2 separate regions of the Mus musculus genome follow, and region 2 is linked to region 1. The links are chromatin contacts, called in public Hi-C maps. All regions are on one chromosome and are shown on one strand. The core of a region is the stretch at or near the end of the contact, and the rest is flanking DNA. Distances in the headings are between cores, read along the strand shown.

Region 1 (5,233 bases), core at 55-2,554:
GCAACTGGTGCCATGGAAGCACAAGAACCCTGTGAGTCCCTTAGGACCCACTTTACAAGCCAGACATGTAGCATGCAAAAACCACAGGGCTGGCTCCTGAGGAACGGCCCTCAGGATAGATTTCTAACTACCTCCAAGTACCCACACTCACATGCACACACGCTCGCACATACGTGTGCATGCACACACAAATCCCAGACACACACACACACCACACATACACCACACCACACACACACATACATACACACCACACACACGTACACACACACACATATACCACACACACACACAACTGTTGACTGGACTCTAAGCCTTGCCCTCCTCAAACTCAGTATGCTTGTAGCTCAAGCCAACTGTGAGGTGTGTGGCTGCTTAAGGAGTTCCCAGTAATCAAGGGAAGGAGCAGGGGGAAGGTTCCCAACACACCAGTGACAGAGAGCAAGACCTGTAGCAGTTTAAAGCCTCCTGATAGCATCAAGGAGGATATGTGCTCCCTTAATGCCGGTCACAGGGCCACTGAAGTCACGTCAAGGCTCGGGAGGAACCGGCAGACAGAGGGTCTGGAGTGGCCCCCAGGGAAAATGTCAGTCTTCCACACAGCTAGGTAGCAGCAGCCCTAGAAGCCTCAAGCCAAACTCTCCCCTTCCTCCCTTTCTCTTCACAGAGCCTGCTCACATTGGCTGGCTCTGCTGCTACCCGTGTTTTAAAGCTTGGAGTTCAGGCTTCACTAGGGGAGTACTGATAGTTGGTGCTGCACTGACTGTATAGCTCCCATCTGCCAGTTATAGAAACCGAGGCCTAGCCTGGCCCACCACTGAGGCCTGGCCTGGCTGCTGGGGTGCGTCAGGGCTGAGCTATGGCTATTGTGTGAGGAGGTTCCTTGGCCTACACTACACTCTCATTTCTCCCAGAAAGAGAACGGGGGTCACAGAATGAACTGCAGCTAGGACGATGTCAGAAAGTCACCTAATCGCCGTGCACCTCCCCTGGAAAGAACACAGAGAACCTACAAGAGCCAATGGCCCCGAGAACTTGCCTCAGAATCTTCTAAGGCCTACGGCCATCCTGAGAGAAGAAACCAGAAAGGGGAGAACTAGGAACTTTGAACCAGCTCTGGAAGGAAAGGAGTGTCAGAATTTGGCTTCCCACAGTGAGCTCACCCTACCCCAGACCTAGAATCACAAGTATCTGAGCTGAAAGGGCCTGAGAAGACTTGGTTATGTGGGTAACTTCTAGGCCAATAGCCACAATTCCTTCAAAGTCCGCCAGGGGTACAGGGAGCCCAGCTCAGCCGCATGGTTAGGACCAAAGCGCCCTCTAGAGGTATGAGCTTGTAACTTCCGTGTTCTCTGTTCCCACTGATGGCAACAAGTCTGGCTGTGTATCTGTTGACTTCATTATGGCCTAGTCAGACCCAGCAGAGACTATTTCTCTCAATTCACAGAAACTTTCCTGAACAGGAAAGCCAATTTCTCAGTCCCCAAACAACCGGTTTGGCTTTTGTTTTTGTTTTGCTTGTTTGCTAGCTTGCTTGCTTATTGAGTCAAAGTCTTACCACATAGCTCTATCTGGCCTCAAATTCACAAAGATCTCCTGGCCCCTGCCTCTTGAGAGCTGGAATTAAAGTTGCGTGCCATCGTGCCCAACCACAAACCCTCACGCTTAAAAGAAATATTTTTGTTTTGGCATAGTTTTACAGAAACATTGCAAAGTGAGATAGGAGCTTCCCCCATACCTCCCCCTTATCCAGGAGCCCTTAGAGTTACCATCCTATTAGCAAGGCCTACTGGTTAAAACTGAACCAGCTGTGGACTGGAGAGATGGCTCGGTGGTAGTGAAGTCCCACCTATTTCACGTCCCATCAGAGAGTGTGTGCCTCCTATATAAGAGATGTAACCTTTGTCACTGGGTGGCTTGTTTGGTTTGTTTATTTGTTTGTTTGTTTGTTTGTTTCACTATGAAGTTACTGATTTTCATTTTTAATTCTTTTGTCTGTTTATTTGCTTGCTTGTTTATTTTGAGACAGGGGTCTCTCTATACAACCTTGGCTGTCCTGGAACTCACTGTGAAGTGAGTCTATCCCACACAGAAAGAAAGAGGGGGGGCTAAACCAAGCTTCACCTCCTTGCAGGGATACCAGATATGATATTTGAAATGTTGTTTGTTTCTTTGTGTGTGTGTGTGTGTGTGTGTGTGTGTGTGTATGATACTGGTTAATGGGTGTGCAAGTGTGTGCAGGTACATGTGCAATATGTGTGCATAGAAGTTGGCTTCTACCATCTACCTTAATCTCATCTCATTTCTCTCTCTCTCTCTCTCTTTTAAAGAGAGTTCCTTTCTGAGCCTGGAGCTCATCCAGATTAAACTGACTGCCAATGAACTTGGGGAATCTGCTGTCTGGGTTTCTCCAGCCCTGGTGTTACAGACAGGCCCTACTGCACACTTTTTTTTAAAATTCACTTCTTCTTATGTGTGTCAGTGTGTTACCTGCATGTATGTCTGTGTACCACACATGTGCCTAGTGCCAGGGAAACCAGAAGAGGGTATCAGATCTCTGGGGATGAGGGTTACAGCCACATGGCTGTTGGGAATTGAACCTGGGTTCCTCTGGAAGAGTAGCCTCTTAATCTCTCTCCAGCCCCAGTTTTACAAAAGCTCTGGGAGCTGAACCCAAGTCTTAATGTCTGAGCAGCTTCACCCTCTACTCACTTATTGTTTCTTTTGTATCTGTATGGGTTGGTGTATTTATTTTATACTTTAGATTATAATCTAATAGAGTCTTCCTTAGGGTTTCTACTGCTGCGATGAGACACCACGACCAAAAAAAGTTGGAAAGGAAAGGGTTTGTTTTGCTCACACTTCCACATCGCTGTACAGTATTGAAGGAAATTAGGACAGGAACTCAAAACAGGACAGGAACCATGAGGCAGGAGCTGATGCAGAGGCCATGGTGGGATGCTGCTCACTGGCTTGCTCCTCGTGCCTTGTTCAGTCTCCTTCTTAAAGAACCCAGGACCATCAGTCCAGGCATGGCCCTGCCCCGCCCAAAATGGGCTGGGGCCTCCCCCATCAGTCACTAATTAAGAAAAAGCCCTACAGCTGGATCTTATGGAGGCATTTTCTGGATGGAGGTTCCCTCTTTTGAGCAACTCCAGGCCACCATCAGAATGTCTAAACCAGTCTGCCTCTATACTTGCTGGTGGTCTAAACTCTTTCCCGGTTCACCCACCCTTGGGACCGGCGGCTTTACAGGCAAGCTGACGCACACCCATCATGAGGACAAAGACTTGATGACAGTCATAAATTAGATAATAACTCTAGATACCTGAAGTCCGTCATTGATTTTTCAAGCTACATCTAAGGGCCCTAGGTTTTTATAGAATAACAAAAATTGGCCTGGGTAGTTAGCTCAGTCAGTTTAAAAAAAAAAAAAAAAAAAAAAAAAAAAAAGGCCAGGTATGGCAACGCACTTATATCTCAGCACTGGGGAGGAAGAAACCGTGATTTCTGGGGCTTCTGTTGACTTCTGGCCTACTTGTATACACACACACACCGGAAGAACAAGGGCGGTATTTGCAAACTATTACGTTGGGAGGGAATACCTTGACAGGTCCCTCCCAAAGTGTCCCCAAGAGGAATCAGGCCATGCCACAGGCCTAGCATAAGAGGAAGGGAAAAGGAGGCGGGACAGGGACTTGAAAAGAAGTAGAGACATAGGGGGTGGGGGAGGGAGAAGGGGAGGACAGAGAAGAACAGGAAGGGAAAGGGCTAGGGTAGCTCCTTTTATATGCCTGGCTCGCACTTGGCAGGTGGCGCTGCAAACTAGGTAGCTGTTGGGTGGAGCCTAGTGAAATTGCCTGTAGGCGGACACAAACCCGACGGTTAAATTGGCCCTCTCCTCCCCGCCCCGCTCTCTTCCGGTTTCCCAACAACACTTCCGGCAGGCCACCTCTCACATTCTCATGGGATTTGTAGTTCAGTCCACCTCCTAGCCTATTGACTGTGGAGAGGGCGTTTCTCTTGGGTCACTAGGCCTTACAGAAAAGTCACATTTAGTTTTAAAAAAAAAATCTGAACTAGTTAGATTCTCATTTCAAATAAGCAACTCTTAGAATATGATACTAACTTTGAATTCGAGTAAAATGTAAATACAACTGTTATCTGGCTATTCTCCCCGAGACAGAGCCATGAAACTGACCCCAAGACCCCTTGCCCACTAGAGGCACCCCTTTTGTGAGCCAACTTTCCCAAAATTCACTGTAAGATATGCGATGTTTCCTGCCCAGGGGTGGGAAAGGTTGTATTACATCAAGAACTTTTAACATGTTTTTAATTATGTTTTTACACATTTTTGACCATTTACCGAGGAGTTGTGAAAAACAACCTGGAAACATTTCATTTTTTTCTTTTCTTTTCTTTTTTCCTTTTCTTTTCCTGGTTTTTTGAGACAGGGTTTCTCTGTGTAGCCCTGGCTGTCCTGGAACTCACTCTGTAAACCAGGCTGGCCTTCTGCAGTTTCACCCTGGTTCTGGATTGTTGCTTACATATGCCCTGACCCAGGCTCTGAATTTCATCTGAGGCAGATGGTAAGTGAGCATATCAACAACAGCTCTTTCTTTTTCTTTCCTTATCTCTTTTTCCAGAGAGAGAGAGAGAGAGAGAGAGAGAGAGAGAGAGAGAGAGAGAGAGAGAGAAAAGAAGAAGAAAGAAGAAGAAGAAGAAGAAGAAGAAGAAGAAGAAGAAGAAGAAGAAGAAGAAGAAGAAGAGGAGGAGGAGGAGGAGGAGGAGGAGGAGGAGAAGGAGGAGGAGGAGGAGGAGGAGGGGAGGGGGAGGGGGAGGAGAATATATTTGAGGAAAAGTATGAGTTAATAAATTATTAAAATCATCCAGTCTACAAACGGTAAACAAATCTGGAGCAAGCAGGCCACCTGCCGCCTGCTCTGGCCTCATTGAAGCACACAGAAGACTGAAGAGCTCAGAACACCTGGGAAAGGGCAGGGGGATTTCTGCAGTGTCTTCCTGGGGCTGTCATAACAAATATAACCAGAATACAAAGTCCATGCTGCCAATCAGCACCATGGGCAGAGGCAGGAATGGCATCTTTAAGCTCTGACTCATTCAGAGAACTGGCCATTGAGACAGGAAGGGCTCAGCATCCTCTGGACCTGCCACCCCCACATCTCCAGCCAACAGACTTTATAGGAAATAGCAAAATCAGTTCTACAGTATA
Region 2 (4,724 bases), core at 971-3,470, 170 kb before region 1:
CCATAGCCCTAACTTCTCTGGAGTTTGAGACAGATGGCATCCTAACCATCCAAAGGCCTGTGCTCCCCACCCCCAACCCCACCCCTGGCGTCACTAGGGCCTTAACTTGAGCTCTGTGCATGCTGTGCAAGCACTTTTATGACCGAGATACACCTCAGTCTCTATTTCCCTTTTAAATAACAAAATTCTGAAGTAGTAATGGTAAGACGACTCAATCTTAGACTATGACAGAACAGAACAGCCCAAGGGAGGCTTAAGAGTAAAGGAGAACCATTGTGAGGTCAGAGATGCTCTCCTCCTCATCTCTGTGGCTGCCACCCTGTTTGCCATCGATTGACAGACAGCCAAGCATGGAGGAGCACTACCTAATCTATCTAGCTTGCAAAAGAATAATCCTGGAATCAGAGCAGCAGCACTTCCTTGAGCCTACCTAGAGACATACACCCTAAAATCTTATTTCTTCGAGAAAATGCTCAACAGAATGAGAAGCTTGGCCAGAACAAAATGTGGTATGCACAATAGACAAGCAAGTAATATTAGATATGAATCAAAAATCATAGAAAATTAACAAGACCAGAAAACGCACATTTCCATGTAGGCTCCTTTATAAGGGGATGGAACATAGCTGTGTGGATCTAGTCTCCTACAATGGTTCTTCAGCATTCTCACAAGTTTTTAAACAAGCTTACTCAAAGATAAAAATGTATCACAAAGCATTTAAAAACACTGTTTTGTAAAAATATCTTTTCCATATTTACAGAGTTAGGGCATTACATAGTATTATTCAAAACCTTGACCCACAGTAATGTTTTCCTAATTTAAGTTTATTCCCTTTTGAAATCCATTTAGTGAGTTTAACTGGCAGTTTAAAAAAGTGAAATACAGGAGAAAAAAAAAATCACAGGATGTTATGCATCCTGTGAGAGTTAATATCATTTCATAAGACTAGGTACGCACCTGTAATCCCAACACCCACTAAGTAGGCTGAGGCTGTAGGAAACCCAGATCAAGGCCAGCCTAAGCCACTCAGTGAGCCTTTATCTCAAAAACAAACAAACCATATATATTATACATACACATAGATACATAAGTTTTATATGTAATTTTCTAAGACATGTTTCAATGATACATACAGAGAACTAGAAATCTGTATAAACAGACTAGGTAAAGGAATAAAATATATTTCTGGTGGAGATCACAATTTTATAATGCTTAAAATAGTCTAGAAGATAAAAATATACAATCTAACTTAAGTATGATATTAAAATACTAGTTCAAATATAACAAAACCTGTCTATTTGCATTTATTTAGATAGTCATTTAGAACATATATGGCAGAAACCTTAATTTTACCACTGATATAAATTAACTAAAAATGTTGTATGTGACATTTCTCTGAAAATCAAATCCCTTCTCTATAAAAGTTTTATTTATTTATTTTTCCTATTAAAATATTTCTTTAGGGAAAAAAAAATCCATGACCAAAACATACAGTTAAAGTGCATGTTCTTACACATAAATTATCCTACCCCAATAAGGTAAGCCTTCCTTCTCACGGTCTCTGTAGATGACAGGGTATTTCAACATGCAGGAGCAAGAGTATTTATTCCAATTTTTTCTTTTTTCAAAATATAACGTGGGATTCAGCTAGCTTTAAAAATTACAGAATATAAGCCAGGCGTGGTGGCGCACGCCTTTAATCCCAGCACTTGGGAGGCGAGGCAGGCGGATTTCTGAGTTCGAGGCCAGCCTGGTCTACAAAGTGAGCTCCAGGACAGCCAGGGCTATACAGAGAAACCCTGTCTCAAAAAACAAAAAACAACAACAAAAAAAAATTTACAGAATATATATAGCAGAGAAATCAGACACACACACACACACACACACCTTATCTGATAAATGGCAGCTGGTAGTGATGTCACTTAAAAATTATCAAAAGAAGGAAAATTGGGAATATTAAGGACTGGATAAAACACTTCTATGTGTGCTATTATAATCTATTTCTCCTAAAGTTTGTTAACTTGACATAGCCCATAGTCATCTGACAGGAAAGGCTTGATTGGAAACTGCCTAGATCAATGGCCTTGTAGGAACACAGGGGGTGGGAGAGGTGGAAGGAGAGGGATGTGGGAGGGAAGCCCCGCCCAGGGCAGGCAGCACCATCCCTAGCATGAGTTTATAAAGAAGCCAGCTAAGCATGTGTCTGTACACAAACCAGCAAGCAGCACTCCTCCACGGTTTTGCTCCAAGCTGCTGCTTGAGTTCCTGCCCTGACCTCTCTCACTGATGGACTGTGACCTGGAGATACGAGCCACATAAACCCTCTCCTCCCCTAAGATGCTTCTGTCTGAACATTCTATCACTAAAGAGAGATGTAAAAGAGAAACTTGTTTTAAAGTTTATACAAGGAAACAAAGCAGAAACTCTCGTCGTGTCTTACCAGGCTATTCCTGTTGTTACTATGTCCAGAATACTGAAAATCAACAATATATGCATGAAAATCTAAGGCCACACATCTCAGAATTACACACCATCATGTCTCTCCTCTTGGGCGTACTGGCTCTGCTCCAGTGTGTTCCAGTAATATCCTTCGATGAACTCTTCAGTGAAATTAAACAGTGTAGTATTAAAATAACAAAAGACAAGTTTAAAGAATAATTTAAAAACTGAGTTCACAATTATTTCAAAGCCAGAAACATACAACTAAATAAACAGTAACTAAACAGTACAAACTCCACCCATGAGGAACGGTGGTTGTCCTAGGATTCAAGATCACTCTGTTTCCTAATTTGAGATTTCTACTATTGTCTTCTTGTATTTTGTGCACAAAACAATAATCAATCATTTATAGTGTTGTAAAGCATCTACCTGGCTTATTAACTCCACGTTATTAGCAGTCTGCTCCCAGGAACAAGCAGGCATACACAGCTCTATTTCGCAGTCTAAGGTTCTGACGTACTAGTCCCTCCCCCAAGTCAGAAGTCAGTCTCAGGTTTCTTTTGTTCTTATTATCTTTAGTCTTTATGTCTATAGCATTTTCAACCCATATAGGTTCTGTCAGGGGCACCTTTCAATAGAGTGATTTCTGAAACTGGACAAATGGAAAGTTCAAAGTCTCAGGAATGCAGCATAAAACCATTAAGTGTACCTGATCCACATCCAGGTACTGCTAACATTTCAAAACCAAATAAATGTGTAGACATTATGAGTCTTTTAAAATATATAACTCTTAAGCTTTTTAAAAAAAAAAAACAGGTAGAGAAACAATGAAACCTTTAAATTACATGGTAAACCACAAGAATATTTAGGTCACCATTTTAGACCATAGTATTTATTTTTTACACAGGTCACATGTTGTCTGACATGTTCCAATTAGTGGGAATGGTAGTCATCTGCAGCCAATAGTCCAGAGCTACTGACAACTAAGTGGCCGACCAGATACCCTGGACCCAATCCCCAAAGCAAAACAACACATGAAACTGCAAATGGTTGGAATTCTAGTATCATCTAATTAAAACCAAACAGGGAGAATGAGCTCAAAGGCTGGGGGTGGGGCTCAGCCTCCGTGGAGGAGCACTTGGAAGTGGGCTCCATCCCCAGAGGGATCAAAAACAAAAAACACTGTTTAAAATAAATGCAATTTATCTTATCAGAGCATTCAGACTTAATTTTGTAGAAATCTATACATGTAAAATATGTTGCATATGCGCACACATATCTAGAGAGTGCAGCCTCCCTTACAACTTTTCGGTTCAGGCACAGTGTTCCTCCTGCCAGTGATCCAGTGGTGGAGCTTGGGCCCAGGTCCTCTCACATGCTAGTCGAGAACTCTACCACTGAAGTTACATCTTTAGACCTCATAGATTAACTTTAAAAACACTAAGAGTCTTCCTCTACCCATGGAAACACATGCAGCTACCATGAAAGAAAGAAAGAAAGAAAGAGAGAGAGAGAGAGAGAGAGAGAGAGAGAGAGAGAGAGAGAGAGAGAGAAGGGGAAGGAGGAGACGGAGGAGGAGGAAGAAGAGAAGGAGGAGGAGAAGAAGAGAAGAGAGAAGAGAGAATTATTATTATTAAAATTGTAGCTTTATACCCACTCGAGGCGAATAGTTCCTCCTTACCAGTTTAACTGCAGATTTCTTTACTTTGGAGGTTTGACTTAAAGTTCCCTAACTTAGGTCTAACTTAAAGATCCAACTTTCCCAAATTTATATGCAAATTTACTCAGCTCAATAAGGAAGGTGTGAAAGTTCACACTATGAGCATTATAAAAGCAAAGAAACTAACTACAAAAAGAGGGGAACACTTTATAGCCCCTGACTCTCAACTTTGAAACTTTGGTGGACTTCAGTGGAATCTTTTTAAAGTAATTCAAAGAGGAAGGAAAAACTCCCTCTAGTAGGAAATACAACAAATGCATTCATTTTTTGAAAAAAAAAAATTCATACATATAAAAAATTGTAAAGTGTTTTACCTGTGTGTATGTATGTGTACAGTGTGTATCCCTGGTGCCTGCAGAGGCCAGAAGATGGCATTAGATGCCCTAGATCTGGAGTTATAAATGTGAGCTGCAGTCATGTGGATGATAAGAATTGAACCAAGGTCCTCTACAAAGGCAGCAAGCACTTTTTAACTGCTGAGCCAGCTTTCCAACCACCTATAATGCCACATTTAAGTCACTAATAATCTTATTTAAAAACTTGAAAATACTCTAAAACAATTCTA

The links. A called contact is a pair of places that touch in the nucleus more often than the background predicts.
Region 2: a contact with region 1 is called in a Hi-C map of uterus, with 4 times the contacts expected there. The contact joins two enhancer-like sites. A contact is called at or near these places in 5 of 39 promoter capture datasets (the HPC-7 cell line, embryonic stem cells, hematopoietic stem and progenitor cells and 1 more), 2 of 484 Hi-C or Micro-C datasets (bone marrow-derived dendritic cells and uterus) and 3 of 9 other capture datasets (adipose tissue, liver and pancreatic islet).

What each region holds. Positions count from the first base shown.
Region 1 is chr9:110,993,507-110,998,739 of GRCm38.p6, reverse strand. All of the region lies in intron 2 of Gm10030 (predicted gene 10030), which reads right to left. Among named protein-coding and RNA genes, the nearest start is that of Rtp3, 6.4 kb to the right of the region's middle. Within about 2 kb of position 1,304, at least 49 of the 459 cell types and tissues checked have an H3K27ac peak or open chromatin away from gene starts, as enhancers often do. A contact at or near this core is called in uterus, where this site is marked.
Region 2 is chr9:111,168,132-111,172,855 of GRCm38.p6, reverse strand. The region is part of intron 4 of Lrrfip2 (leucine rich repeat (in FLII) interacting protein 2); the gene reads right to left. Among named protein-coding and RNA genes, the nearest start is that of Lrrfip2, 52 kb to the right of the region's middle. Within about 2 kb of position 2,220, at least 7 of the 459 cell types and tissues checked have an H3K27ac peak or open chromatin away from gene starts, as enhancers often do. A contact at or near this core is called in uterus, where this site is marked.